Regions from separate parts of the Mus musculus genome. Here region 1 is linked to region 2. A link is a contact called in public HiChIP or PLAC-seq data. All regions are on one chromosome and are shown on one strand. Each heading gives the region's core, a stretch centred on a gene start, on an enhancer-like site or on the middle of the called end of the contact. The rest is flanking DNA. Distances are from core to core; before and after follow the strand shown. Region 1 overlaps Nrxn3 (neurexin III). Region 2 overlaps Adck1 (aarF domain containing kinase 1).

Region 1 (6,462 bases), core at 2,760-5,259, 690 kb before region 2:
ACAATAATTTTAAAATATTATCTTTACACCCACAAATAAGAGAGTTACTATTCTAGACTATCCTCACAACCAATAGTGAGATTGCGACTCTCAGAAAAGCTGTCTTCTAAGGAAAAAGCTAAGATCTAGATATGCTTACACTCTTGTTCTAATATAATAAAAAGCTAACTGTAGAAATAGAAATTAAGATAAGTCTAGGTTAGGTCTATCAGAGATCTATGCAATCTAACACAGCTATGCTGTGGTCCTATACTGTTCTACTCCAAGGGAATTTTGTATCATTGAGCTCTGGGAATTGAGCTCTGGGGAATTTCGTATCTGAGAGCTCTGGGAGTTGAACAGACATTCCAAGATCCTGGCATCTTGATACATTAAATAAGGGCAGGGGCTCTTGGGCTGGGGATATGGTGGCCACAGGAAAGTCAGTTCGTTTCCATAGCTGTGCATCTCTGACACATAGCACTAGCAAGAGGTAGGTGAGCTGAGGGGGATGGGAGAGAAAAGGAGTCTGAGGTTGAGAAGACAGAATGAGACAAGGCCTAGGGAAGAGGAGCAGTGAGGCAGCACCACAGCATGTCAGCAGAAACACCAGATGGGAACTGTAATTACTTTTTTCCCCCCAACTCTGTTCATGTTTTACAAACCAGTACTGACACTTGAACAAAGAGCTTTGAAAATGCAGGCAGAAGCGAGGTATGTAAATAGCGGGCTTTGCGGATCTATCTTTTTTCAAAGAGTGGAGATGAAGGTGGCAGGCCTCTGGGTGCATACAGACCAGGGAGCAAGAACAGCCTCAGCAGAGTGCGGGTTCGTTCAGCATATAAAACACTCCACTGTGAATCCCTCAAGTCACAGGGCTTAGGAGGTGACAACTCTGAGCAAGGGATATAGGAAGGTAATACAGGGCAACTATGAACAAAGGCATACATCCAGTTCTTGGGTGGCTTGAACACATAGGTTCCATGTGCACCTTCTGGGAATTTTAGAGTGAATTAGTCCATAAGCTCTGTGGGTGCTGGGGGTTTCTGTTTGCATATGTGTGTATAAGAGCATGTAACAATTCCCCAATGACACTGTCACCTTTTCCCCATGGCAAGATTATTTAAAACAGTATTTCTAAATACCCACAGGTATCTGACATCTGGTAAATGGTCAATGATTGCTGAGTTGAACAGTCACAAAATGAAGATTATAGCAAAGATGCACTCATACACAATTTGATTCCAATTCTGTCATATTATATTGGTTCTCTGACCACTTTGGGGTCATGTACTTTGACAAGAAAAAAAAAAGAGCAAAAATATGCACTCTGCAAAGATGCAAAGACAAAGCAGGCTACAACAAACCACAGATTCATGTTTGTTTCTTAAGCTTAGAGAGAAGCTTGAGCCTCCAATCATTATTCTTTGCCAGATTTGCTTTCTAAAGATTTCTTCCTCTCTCATTTCCACCTTCACCATCACCAGGTGTGTTGTCAGTCTACTCCAGATGTGTCAGTCTACCCTAAAACATTCATCCTTCAACCCATGGTGCATTCAGAGGTCAGTTAACTAGAACATAATTTGTGACTTTACCACATCTATGTTTAAATATCATCACTAGTTTAAGATCACGAGACAAAAGAGAGCTTGAGTCCCACTCAGGGAAGATTCACAAATTACAAAATGCTAGTGTAGAACCAGAGACCTCACTTTGGATTAGGTCTAATCACGATGCCAATGGATTTGATCCCCGGTGTCACATAAACCAGATATTGTTGGTGCATGCCTAAACTCTCAGCACTTGGAAGATGTAAGAAGACCAGAAATGTGAAGTCATCCTTATCTATACAGTGAGCTTGAAGGGAGCTTTAAGACATAGGACACCATCCCAAACACCCCTCCCATGTTTCTCAATGAGAGAAACAGAGACAGAGAGACAGACATAGAGAGAGAGAGAGAGAGAGATCAGCATGGTAAACAGGGGATAAGGAATAAGGATAGAGATATTAGATGAACATGATATGGTTTCTCTTGCTGAACTCCAGAATGGCGGTGCCCATGCCCCTAATCACCAGAGTAAATTCATCCTTTCCATGTACCAAAACTGCCTCAAGTGGTTCTGGGTCCATGTAAAACTAGGCTTTGGGGTTCAGTTACAGAATGAAAGTCTTTCGCTGTGAGGCTCACCTAAGTAAGCTCCACAAACCCAGAAAGAGTGCTGCATTGCTGAGAAACGTTTTTTTTTTTAATTGTAAATGTAATCATTCCAAGTGTAAGTTCCTCTTAGTCTCACAGTATCTCGAAAAATGACTAGCATAGTTAGAAACACTCCCTTCTGTTCCTCAGCCTTAACACAGTCTTAGCATGCCAGCAGATTCAGTATCATCTTTGGACAGACTTCATGGTTTACAGACGCTACCTGGTTGCTGGGATCTCATAAAGGAGAAGGAACAAGCTAAGCCTTTTCATAATCCTGAGTTATCTACCCTTGTTACCCAATCACCCCTCCATATCCCAAGCCATCTCATCAGTGATCAGGTATCACCATGTTGAAGTTTAGGTGACATAAAGGTCCTAGAAATAAAACTACAAGCCCCACTTCTATGCATGATCCAGCTTCCCTTACTCTCTCTACAGTCTCCACCTCACACCAGAATTTCACCTCAGAACCTTGTCTATGGCTTTCGGGCTTAATTAAAATAAAAAGAACAAAATGTTAGTCCTTCTTTCTTATAAGATAGGAGGATAGTTTAAAACCCAGAAGAAAGGGATACAAAAGGAACCTTGAGGATGGTGGGAGGGACACAGGAGGAGGAACCTTGAGAGGATGATGGAAGGGATGCAGGAGAGTAAGCCTTGAGAGAATTGTGGGAGGGATGCAGGAGGAAAATACTGTAAGAGTGGAGAGAGGCTCGGAATGGGTATTCTGCAGGTTATACAAAGATAACCTGGAACACCTTCCCTAACTACTGGTCCTAGTATTATTCTATACTCATTCCTGAGCCAAAGGGCCTCCAAGCTAATAAAGCTAACAGAAGAAAGACCAGTCAGAACTGACAACATAATGTTCCTACTATGAATAGCAACGATGCTTGCTACCATTACTATTATTCATAATAAAGCTATTTGTGCCCCACTCAATACGAGGTTGAACAAGCCCATTAAGAACAGGAAACCTATTTCCTGACCAGTACTGTTTACACACATCACGAGGAGACACTTGCTGGCTGGGAGAGCCCCATTTGCTCTAACACAGACTTGGCAGAAACCAACGGAATGAAAATAAATCCCTCAAGTAGAATTGCTGTGTGGTCACTGAGGTCATAGATCCTGTCTGGCTGTGCTATATGCTAGTATGAAGAAACAGCAATGACCAAGGTCACCTTGCTGTCATGCTGAAGACAGGGACCCTCCTGAGGTCAGCTGAGCACGATCTAATTTGCATAAACAACTCTTGGGAAAGCTGTGAACTAGTAAGGTAGTTCATTACCTACACTGTTAGTCCTGCTTCCTTCATCTGGCCCTTGTCCTGCTCCCCCCTTGACCACTGAGAAACCCACTCTCTGCAGGGTCCTCTGAACCATAAGACTGTCCAACCCCACCACCCTACTGCCTCCTCAAGATTCCATTTCCCTCTGTCAGTTTCTCTCAAGAAAAGGTTATGCCTAAGTGACTCATTTAACAAAACCAACAGTGATGTTTAAGGGTCCTCAATGGAGGGTCGCAAGATACAATGCCCAAGCCAGTTAAGGAAGAAGACCAAATCACATTCCCCAGGGACATTCCACTCAGACAGAAAATTGAAGGATCCAAGCAATGAATCCATAACAGCTACATTCCAAAGATCTGTGACAAGTTGCGACCACTTTGATACAAGGGGCTTGTGGAACCTCTGCCTTCTCCCCTTGAATGATTCCTATATTTTCAGCAGTGCATGGCTTTGTGCCCTAAGGTTGGTTTCCTAGGATGTACAGCGCTCCACATGTTCGCACCAAGTGAAGCTTTCTTCCCAGCAGAGGGCAGCAGCCGCCAGAGGCTGGAGCACGGTGCAGCCATCTCAGAATGAGAGGACAGAGGCAGAAGGCAGGAGGGTGGGGGCTGGGAGGCAGCAGACCGGGTTTGCCACTTCATCATTTGTTGTCAGCTGTCACCTCTGGTACGATCTGGCTTTCCAGCCACTGCCCCCATAACCTAGTACTTTCTGGCTGGACTGCCTCACCCTGATCTGCCAGTGTGAAAGGCTTTGGGTTATTAATCTGACCCGTGGAGCAAAAGCACATTTAAACCTCTTAGCTTTCCCTTACTCAGCTGCTGACGCCACATGGAAAACTGGAAGAAAAAGAGAAAGACCAGAAAAGATCCAACCTAGCTCTGCTCCCTCCGTCAATCTGCCCAGCTCTTTATGCAAAGATGGGGCTGAGGAGGGTCCACTCAGTGAATGGATAGCCACTACATATCTTATCCTGGGCATCAGCCAAAACCAGCAGCAACATCACACCAGTCAGAAAATCAGGCTTTCAGAGTGTCCTTTTGGGGTCAGCAGGCTTAGCACAGGATGCCAAGATTGCTTTAGACAAATGAAAGCAATCAAGCAAGAAACAGAAAAGAACTACATAGAAGAGAGTTATAGGTGAGTAGATGGTGTTCTGGATGTTGACGCAATAGGATCTGCTGAAATGCATACCCAGGGTCTAATGTTTGTCATGCATCCCACAGCCCATTTTACTTGACTTAATTACTGATGCTGAACTCACTGGTCTATATTTTTTTTTCCTTTCCAGTTTTCTTCTATCTGTAGGTCACAGTTGAGGCCATGGCAAATCCCTGATTTCTCAGTGAGTTTACCAGGATGCCCAGAGTTCTGTTTATACCTCATGGAGAGAACCAATCGCCCACCACCATCATGCCCAGAGTTGCTGGAAACTTCATTATTGGCATGTACATAGTGTTTTATAATATCTGTCCTCTCACATTTTGTATCACAGCAGAACATCATCATGACTCCATAAGATAGTCATTATTAGACCCATTTTGCAGACAAAGAAACCAAGGCACAGAGATTATCACAAATGGATAGTAGTGACAAAACTGGTAGTTTTGTGGTAGTTTCAACAGCTCTATGCTACCACTTTAGAATGCAACCTGACAGTCTAAATCCCTTCACGCTGATCACTAAAAGATTTTGATTGTCCAAGCACTACCTGAGGCAATGCTTAGATGCTTTCAAAACTCTTTCACACTAGGAAAAAGCTCTTCTCAAGTGATCAGTTTTAGGGGCAAGCCAGGGGGAAAGCCTACAGTTCCAAGAAATTCTATAGGAAAATTGAAAATAACTTTATTCAAGATGATATCTGAACTGAGCAGAATAGCAACACAAGGCATGCTCCTTAGTGTTCTACTTGATCACTGAATGTTAACTGAGACTCTGCTATGTTCAAAGGGTCATCTTAGAATTGGAGGGTAGATGAAATGAACACAAGATATCACTTGTACTAGACAGGTTCATACAATCTGTCTAGAATAAAACATACAAAACAATATAAGACAACATATATCAAACACTAAATGAGTACTGTTAATAAGTATCTTAGAACTCCGGCAAGAGGAAATACCAAATATTAGGTTGATCAGAGAAGGCTAATAAAGAATTGGGATGTAATGGGAATTCTGGAAAAGAGATCCAGTAGAAAGATTCTAAATACAGATGTTGGCAGAGACTGGCTCCTCCCACCATCCATATATGCCAAGTACAATGGTAGGCCCATGCATTATTTAGTCAGAGAAGTGCACAAAATCTACACTGAAGACTACACTCCATTGAATGAGGACAATAGGAGGGGAACTAAGGAATGCACTGTAGATTGAAGGACCCCCAAAACCAGGCAAAGCAACTAGAACTCAACCACAAGGAAGAACCAATCACTTCATGAATTTCTCAACCAGCTGTCTCCTAGAGAGGTGGTGGTGCACCATAAAAAGCCTAAGATGTGCCCATGGGGGAAAATAAGGAGAGCTATATACAATAAGTGGGGAGAAAAATAAACACATTCTTCAAACCAGAGAGAGAACCAGGTATTGAGTGGAATAAGAGACCCAGTGTCTGGAGACAAGAGTAGACTTTCTGGAAGTCAGTCAGGAACCTCCAAATGAAGACATGGAGTCTGCTTTTGACAAATGTCACAACTGTCCCTAGCAGGCAAGCACCAGAGTAGGGCAAGCAGAAGGGGTAGAGACCGAGGTTAGCCACTTAAGTCATCCAGTTACTGTCCTCAAAGCCAGACTGGATGTCCTCATCCATGGGTCTTATTAGAAGAAGGGAGCTGATGTTCACAAGGTCTTTTTCTCCCATGAGCATTAAAAATGCTACTGGAATAGTAAATATCACCTCTGGCATATTTGTCCCAAAAGAAAGAAGCGTGATTTGGAATACCTAATTGAAGTGTGCTACAGGAGATAAGGTGCCTTCGAAGACTGACATTTA
Region 2 (6,290 bases), core at 1,005-3,504:
ACCCCATTTTACAGAGGACAACATGTTCACCAGAAGCCGTTACTCTTTTACACGTACAACAAGAATTTCCTAGGAGACGAACCAGTGCAGGGCACTGTAGCTATCACTGGAGACTGAAGGGGAAGGAAAAGGAAGTATAACATGAATCCAGTCACCATCCTCTGAAGTTACTAGCAGAATGTAAGGGAAGTACGGGCAGATATAGAAACATACCAACTCAGTGCAAATGAGGAGAGCAATGGCTGGTCCTCCTGAGCACGGAGAAGGGAGAGGGACAGAGCGCTAGCACTCGACAAACAGAACATAGGCGTGGGCAGAGAGGGTCTCCGACAAAAGAGCAGAGTGAGACCTGAAGACTGAGGAGTCAGTGAAGTTGCTAACAGAGAGAAAGAAGTGCCTTCCAGGGGAGAGAGAGCGATGAACTGAGCAAGGGCATACAGTGACAAGAGGGAGCCAAGGATCTGATGGCTCCCAATCCAGAATCCAGAGCACCTTGGGCTTCCTGGCCCCTCACCAGAGAAGGGTCCTCTTACAAGAGAGCAAGCCCAGTGTTCTGTGCAGCTCATGAATTCTAACAGGCTCAGCTTCACCAATCTGGCAGGCCTTCTCCAATCACCTTCAGATATCCCTAGGCTCAAAACAAGAGCTGCGGGATACAATGTGCAGTATGGTGTCCTTCACTTATGGCTGCTCCACTTGCTGTTGGGACAGGCTTCCTGAACTCTGGGCAGTGGCAGCATGCCTAAGCTATGTTGCCATACCTCAAAGTCCAGAGCAAGGGAATCTAGAACATGCGTGCAGCAAAAAGTTCTCGGGACTCCCTTTCCATGTGAGGAAGACATAGTGCCAAGGAATTTAAAAGGATGGGAAACTCAGCTGCGGCACGTCCACCAAAGCTACGAGGAAAGAGAACATGCTGCAGCTATGGGGCTGGGAAGACAGCCCAGTGGGCACTATGCTTTCTAAACCAGCAAAAGGACCTCAGCTTGGATCCCCGGCACCTACAGAAAAGGCTGGGCAGCAGCATGTGCCTGCAGTCCTGGCACTGCAGATGTGGACACGGGCCGTCGGTCAGCCAACCTAACCAAATCAGCCAGCTGTTCCGTGAGAGACCCTGTCTCAAAACAAGGTGGGAACCCACGGTGGTGGTGCACACCTCTGATCCCAGCACTCAGGAGACAGAGCGGGTGTCTCTGAGTTTGAGTTTGAAGCTATCCTGGTCTACTGAATAAGTTCTAAGCCAGCCACAGCCACACAAAGAAACCATGCTTTTAAAAACAAAAAAGGTGGAGAGCAATAGCTGAAGACACCTAATGTTGCCCTTTGGCCTCCACATACATGTATATATGTACACACACACACACACACACCAGCTGTAGGGTGGGTGATCTCCCTGTCAACCTGCTAATGGCACAGCTCTCCTCATATCAGGGAGAGCTGAGCCACTGTGACAAAGAGAGCATATGACCTATGAAAGTCAAAATACGGACTTTCTGACCTTAGGGTAAGCAGGAAAAAATGGTCTATGTTCCCATCCCAGAAGCTGTAATGTGATCTTACATGACAGAAGAGACTGTCATGAAGCTCCTGAAGCATCCAAGACCCAACATCACAACTGCTCAGTAGGGAAAGGTGCTTGCTACTAAGCCTGGTGACTTAATTGAAATTCCCAAGTCCCACACGTTGAAAGGAGAGAAACTCCCTTAAGTTGTCCTCTGACTTGCACACATGTACATACACACACACACACACACACACACACACACACACACACACACACAATTACTAAGATGAAGAAGAAGAGGTGAGAATTTAACCCAGTGGCAGAGGGTTTGCCCTCATGCATACATGAGGCCCTAGATTCAATCCCCAATACTGAGGCAGAAAGGAAATAAGTGAAAAGGGGAGAGGGGGAGGGGTGTGCATAAGGATCAGAATCTAAGAGAGGAGCAGGGCTGAGAGGCTGAGACAGACATTTGATGGTGCTGCTCTTTCACTACAGGATGGAGCCAGACACTCAGCCAGCTTCTAAAGGCTACAAAACGCCAAGAAAGAGTCCCTCCCAGGGTCTCCAAAGAGAATGTGCCTTGGCCAACATCTTAACTTTAGGATTCCTCCTCTGCAAAAACAGAAATAGGAGCAGCAGGTATTGACTGAGACCACTAAACATACAAACTTGTCACCTCAGCGAGAGTCTTATGTGGGCCATTTCCAGTGTCCTCTGACCCCTGGCACACCATATGAGCGACCTTAGCCGTTTGTCCCATTTTCCAGGATAAATGTGTGCCAGAAAGCTGGGGACCGTCCCAAGGCAATGTGGGACAAACATGAATCTCACAGTATGGATCCAGGAAGGATGCCAGAGCTTTCTTGACTCCATACCAGGTGATGACGTGGAGGACCAGCCCACTTCTCTTCCCAAGGCCAAGGCTCTTCTGTTCCCCAGCTGTTTCTTCAAGTAGTCCCTTTCCAACCCCTGGCCCAACGCCAAGCCCATGGAACTTCAGCATCACCCTGCCCCCATCAGGAGGCCTGCTTTCTGTGCGGCTCAGGTAACCAGCCATCAATAACCTCTGGCCCTAAGGGAAAGCTACACAGCCTCCAAAAGTCTTCTGTCACATGTCTGTAGCCTGACAGGCAGGATCTCCAGCTGTTGCAATAAACCTCTCCTTCTACACACACGACTACAGAGAAACGCCCCAAAGCACATGACACCAGCATGCTAATGTGTTATTTCAACCTAAATCTCTAGAATCCAGACGCCGCAGTCTGTTCAGCCTTAGTGCCTGTGCATGGTCATGCATACGGATGCACAAGCGGATGTTTGCAAACAGCCCTGCATAGTCCAGAAGACAACCTTGGGTGCCACTGCTCAGGTATCATCCAGCTTTTTAAGACAGGATCTGTCACTGGCCTGACACTCACCAATAGACTACACTGGCTGGCCAGGGAGCTCCCATGCTATGCCTGTCTCTGTCTCCCTGGTGCTGGGATAACAAGTACACTACGCCTCACTATTTCCCTGGTTCTGGGGTTAAACTCAGATCCTCATACCTGCAAGGCAAGCACGGCACTGTCTGAGCTCTCGTCCCAGACCCCTTCTCAGCATCACTCCTACCCGAACCCAAGGCCACTCTGACCCTCACTACTAAGGTTTCTATTCTTACAGGTAGGAAAGTATTGCAAATTCCAATGATATAGAAGACTCCTCCTCAGGTGGCCAGCTGACACCCTTATATTGTCCCTTTCGGCATTAAGTCAGTACTGGGGTTCCCACTGTCCATATCTGAACCCTGAGGGTGGATTCTGGCACCTCCCTCTCATACACACGCACGTGCGCGCACATACATACATACATACACACACACACATTTAATGCAGTCTTCAAATATGCCTACCCATCCTCTCTTGCTCCCCAGCCATGATCCAACCTCTTGCCTGGATGACCATGAAGGGACACTTAACTGGTCTTCCAGATAGTTCTGTAGACCAGCTACTACACATTAGACCATGCAGTGCTCTTCATGGGGCTGATGAATGACTGCCAGTCTCGGATTCCCTTAACACGCCCAGCTCATTTCTCCAGCCTCTGAGTGCAGTCGCCACCTCTTTCTTGTCCCTGACCAGGTTCTTTATGCCCTGAGGCCTCTGACATTTCATTTGTATGTGACATCCCTCTGTCCTTTAACAACTCTAGGATCACAACTTCCAAACTGCTTCCTCTGACAGGCCAGTTTCACCTCCTGAACTTATTATCCAGAAAACTGTGTGCTTCTCCTTGTGACACCTGTGCAAGTGTCATTGAAGTTTTATTGTTTCCCCATAACCAAAAAATGAGCTCCCTCATGGAAGCTTGTCAATTGTACAACACAGGACCATAAAACAAAAGTTCTGTGGCCAGTGGAGAAGTCAGGAGGTGCATAAAGCCAGCAACAGAAGGCCCTCATGGAGATGACAAACCCTAGTGACCCAGCCTTGGACACGAGTTATACAGACTTAGAGACACCACCCTCTCTACTCTCAAGATTCACACACCTTCCTGAAGAGACCCCTCCAAGGTGTCACCCTGTCCTGCCTCAGTTGTCAGTCAGCTCAGGCTACTCCACCTATGTAAAGGTGCTCAAAAGCCTTCCTGCTCATTCTCCTCTCTACACTGTGCACTGCCTCCTCCAGAAAGGTCTAGCTCGTCCCTCGCCACACACTCCCGTGGGATCCGGAAGCCCTGAAAGCAGCACCTCGGAGGAACTCTCTTTCACTCCACATCAGCCTTACATTGTCACTACCTTGTCGTGTTCCCTGAAGTACAAGCTCTCAGAGATGTCAGGATAGTTGCAAAGTCAAAAGGACTAGTCAACCCCAGCAGTTCATAAAGTGCCCTACTCTGACTCTCACCCATGCACATGACCATGCAAGCATGTGCAGTCACTGGAGGATACAGGGGTGAAAGAAGAACCACACTGTCATCAAGCAGGTAACTTCAGGAAGTCACATTGCATTTTTTGGTCTTGATTCCTAAATTATAAAGGATAGTGTTAAAAGATTCAATGACCTTTCGAATTCCATGACATTGTACCCCTTCCAATTTACAATTTCCAAACTATGCCTAAGGCCCATAGCAGCAAACCTACACACAGCAACATATATATGCACACAGTCAATGAGCATGTATATGAAAGCCTAGAACTCTACCTAGATTCAGTCTATACTACTGGCTAATGATGTGTGTACACAGGCACATAACTGACACATGAATGCATGCACCTATGCAAATACACATTCATGCCCAAGTCTGGCTCTCCACTTGGAGTCAGGCCACCTCCTTTGCCAGAGAGGTACTCACAAATACACACACACACACAGAGATATACAATGCACATGTATACATATAGATATCTGCATGTGTGTACACATAGACATCTGTACACATATACATATATGCAGACACATGTGTGCATGTGCAATATATGTGCATACAAATATGTACACATATACATTTACACATACACACACTTACACACATATGTACATAGTGCCTGCATTCAAGTATGCATGCAAATATACATGCACAAAAACATACCTATACATGTATACGCATATATGTATACATATGCATGTACATGCACATGCATTCACATACACAGGCACATATACACTCTCTTCCCAAGAGATACAGGGCCCCAAGGAAGGGTTCTCCTTGAAGGAAGCTGGGCCTCCCCATCTTACATTACCACAGAGGCCCAAACTAGGGCATGGACTCGTTCCTCAAGCTCTGCGAATGAAGCAGCAGGCCCACCTGGCTGATTCATAATCAGCATAAAAAATTGATTAGCCCTTTCCAGATTAAACATTATTGTTTCAGTGGTGAACATAAATCAGCAAGACATGCAGAGCCCAAGGGCAGCATCAAGTAGACAGCTGGTAGGGAGAAACAATGATGGGGGGGGGCTCTTTTTGGAAGAGAGCATGCCCCTCCTGTACAACCACAGCTTGCAAGCACAGGACAGCCACTTCTCCACAAGAGCCTGACCACCTATCCTTGCACTTCCTAAGGCCTCTACTTGGCCATCAGCTGACTGGCTCTTGAGGTAACCACTCAAGGACACCCTGGTGCTGGAGGCAAGACGGCAGAACCAGGTGAGGCCAGAGCAAGGAGAAGAACCTCAGGGTGCTGCCTCAGTCTAGCCTCACCAGCCTATCAATGTGGCCTTGAAGCAGGCCCATCCCCTCTAAGGGGCAGCCTGTGTAACTAGAGTGGATCTAGAGTAACCGGCCAACGAAGCTTTTCTATCCAGCCCTGGCTCATTCACTGCTGTGTGATCCTTGGTCATCCAATGTCTCTACATTGAATGCACTTTGCACACCTTGGAACACTACAGTAGGCATCCCATACACATACCTTGCTGAGCTGCTCTGGGACTAAATGAAGCCACATGCTTGAAAATACCCAGTGTCCATTCCAGACTGAAGGAGCACTTAACAAACAATAGTAGTAGTAGCAACAGCAGGAATCCCTCATCCTCCTGCCCACTTTCCTCTTAGGAATCACAGGAAAGGCTACCCTGCCAGGGCCGCAACCTTTGTAAAAAACACAGAACTCCTCACGGGAAGCTGAAGACTGTTGGAGTTAAGAGCCAAGATTCTCCTCAAGCTCATGACTTGACGTCTCTGAACTGTTTACCCCTAGGCAAAATGGATGCCCCTCACAGGGCAGCCAAGAGAATTAAGCCACAAGGCACCAGCCCCACCCACTCCCTGGATCTGGCCCTTTCCCACTGCCCCTTTCACACAAA

The links. HiChIP or PLAC-seq counts read pairs in DNA pulled down with a chosen protein or histone mark.
Region 1: an H3K27ac HiChIP or PLAC-seq map of SST interneurons shows a contact between it and region 2, with 6 times the contacts expected there. The contact joins two enhancer-like sites. A contact is called at or near these places in 6 of 484 Hi-C or Micro-C datasets (cerebral cortex, cranial neural crest, embryonic cerebral cortex and 3 more) and 2 of 115 datasets of contacts at active chromatin or transcription factors (SST interneurons and embryonic basal ganglia).

The regions. Positions count from the first base shown.
Region 1 is chr12:89,104,153-89,110,614 of GRCm38.p6, reverse strand. The region is part of intron 3 of Nrxn3 (neurexin III); the gene reads right to left. Among named protein-coding and RNA genes, the nearest start is that of Gm40537, 130 kb to the right of the region's middle. Within about 2 kb of position 4,009, at least 31 of the 459 cell types and tissues checked have an H3K27ac peak or open chromatin away from gene starts, as enhancers often do. A contact at or near this core is called in SST interneurons, where this site is marked.
Region 2 is chr12:88,416,570-88,422,859 of GRCm38.p6, reverse strand. All of the region lies in intron 4 of Adck1 (aarF domain containing kinase 1), which reads right to left. Among named protein-coding and RNA genes, the nearest start is that of 4930473H19Rik, 23 kb to the left of the region's middle. Within about 2 kb of position 2,254, at least 13 of the 459 cell types and tissues checked have an H3K27ac peak or open chromatin away from gene starts, as enhancers often do. A contact at or near this core is called in SST interneurons, where this site is marked.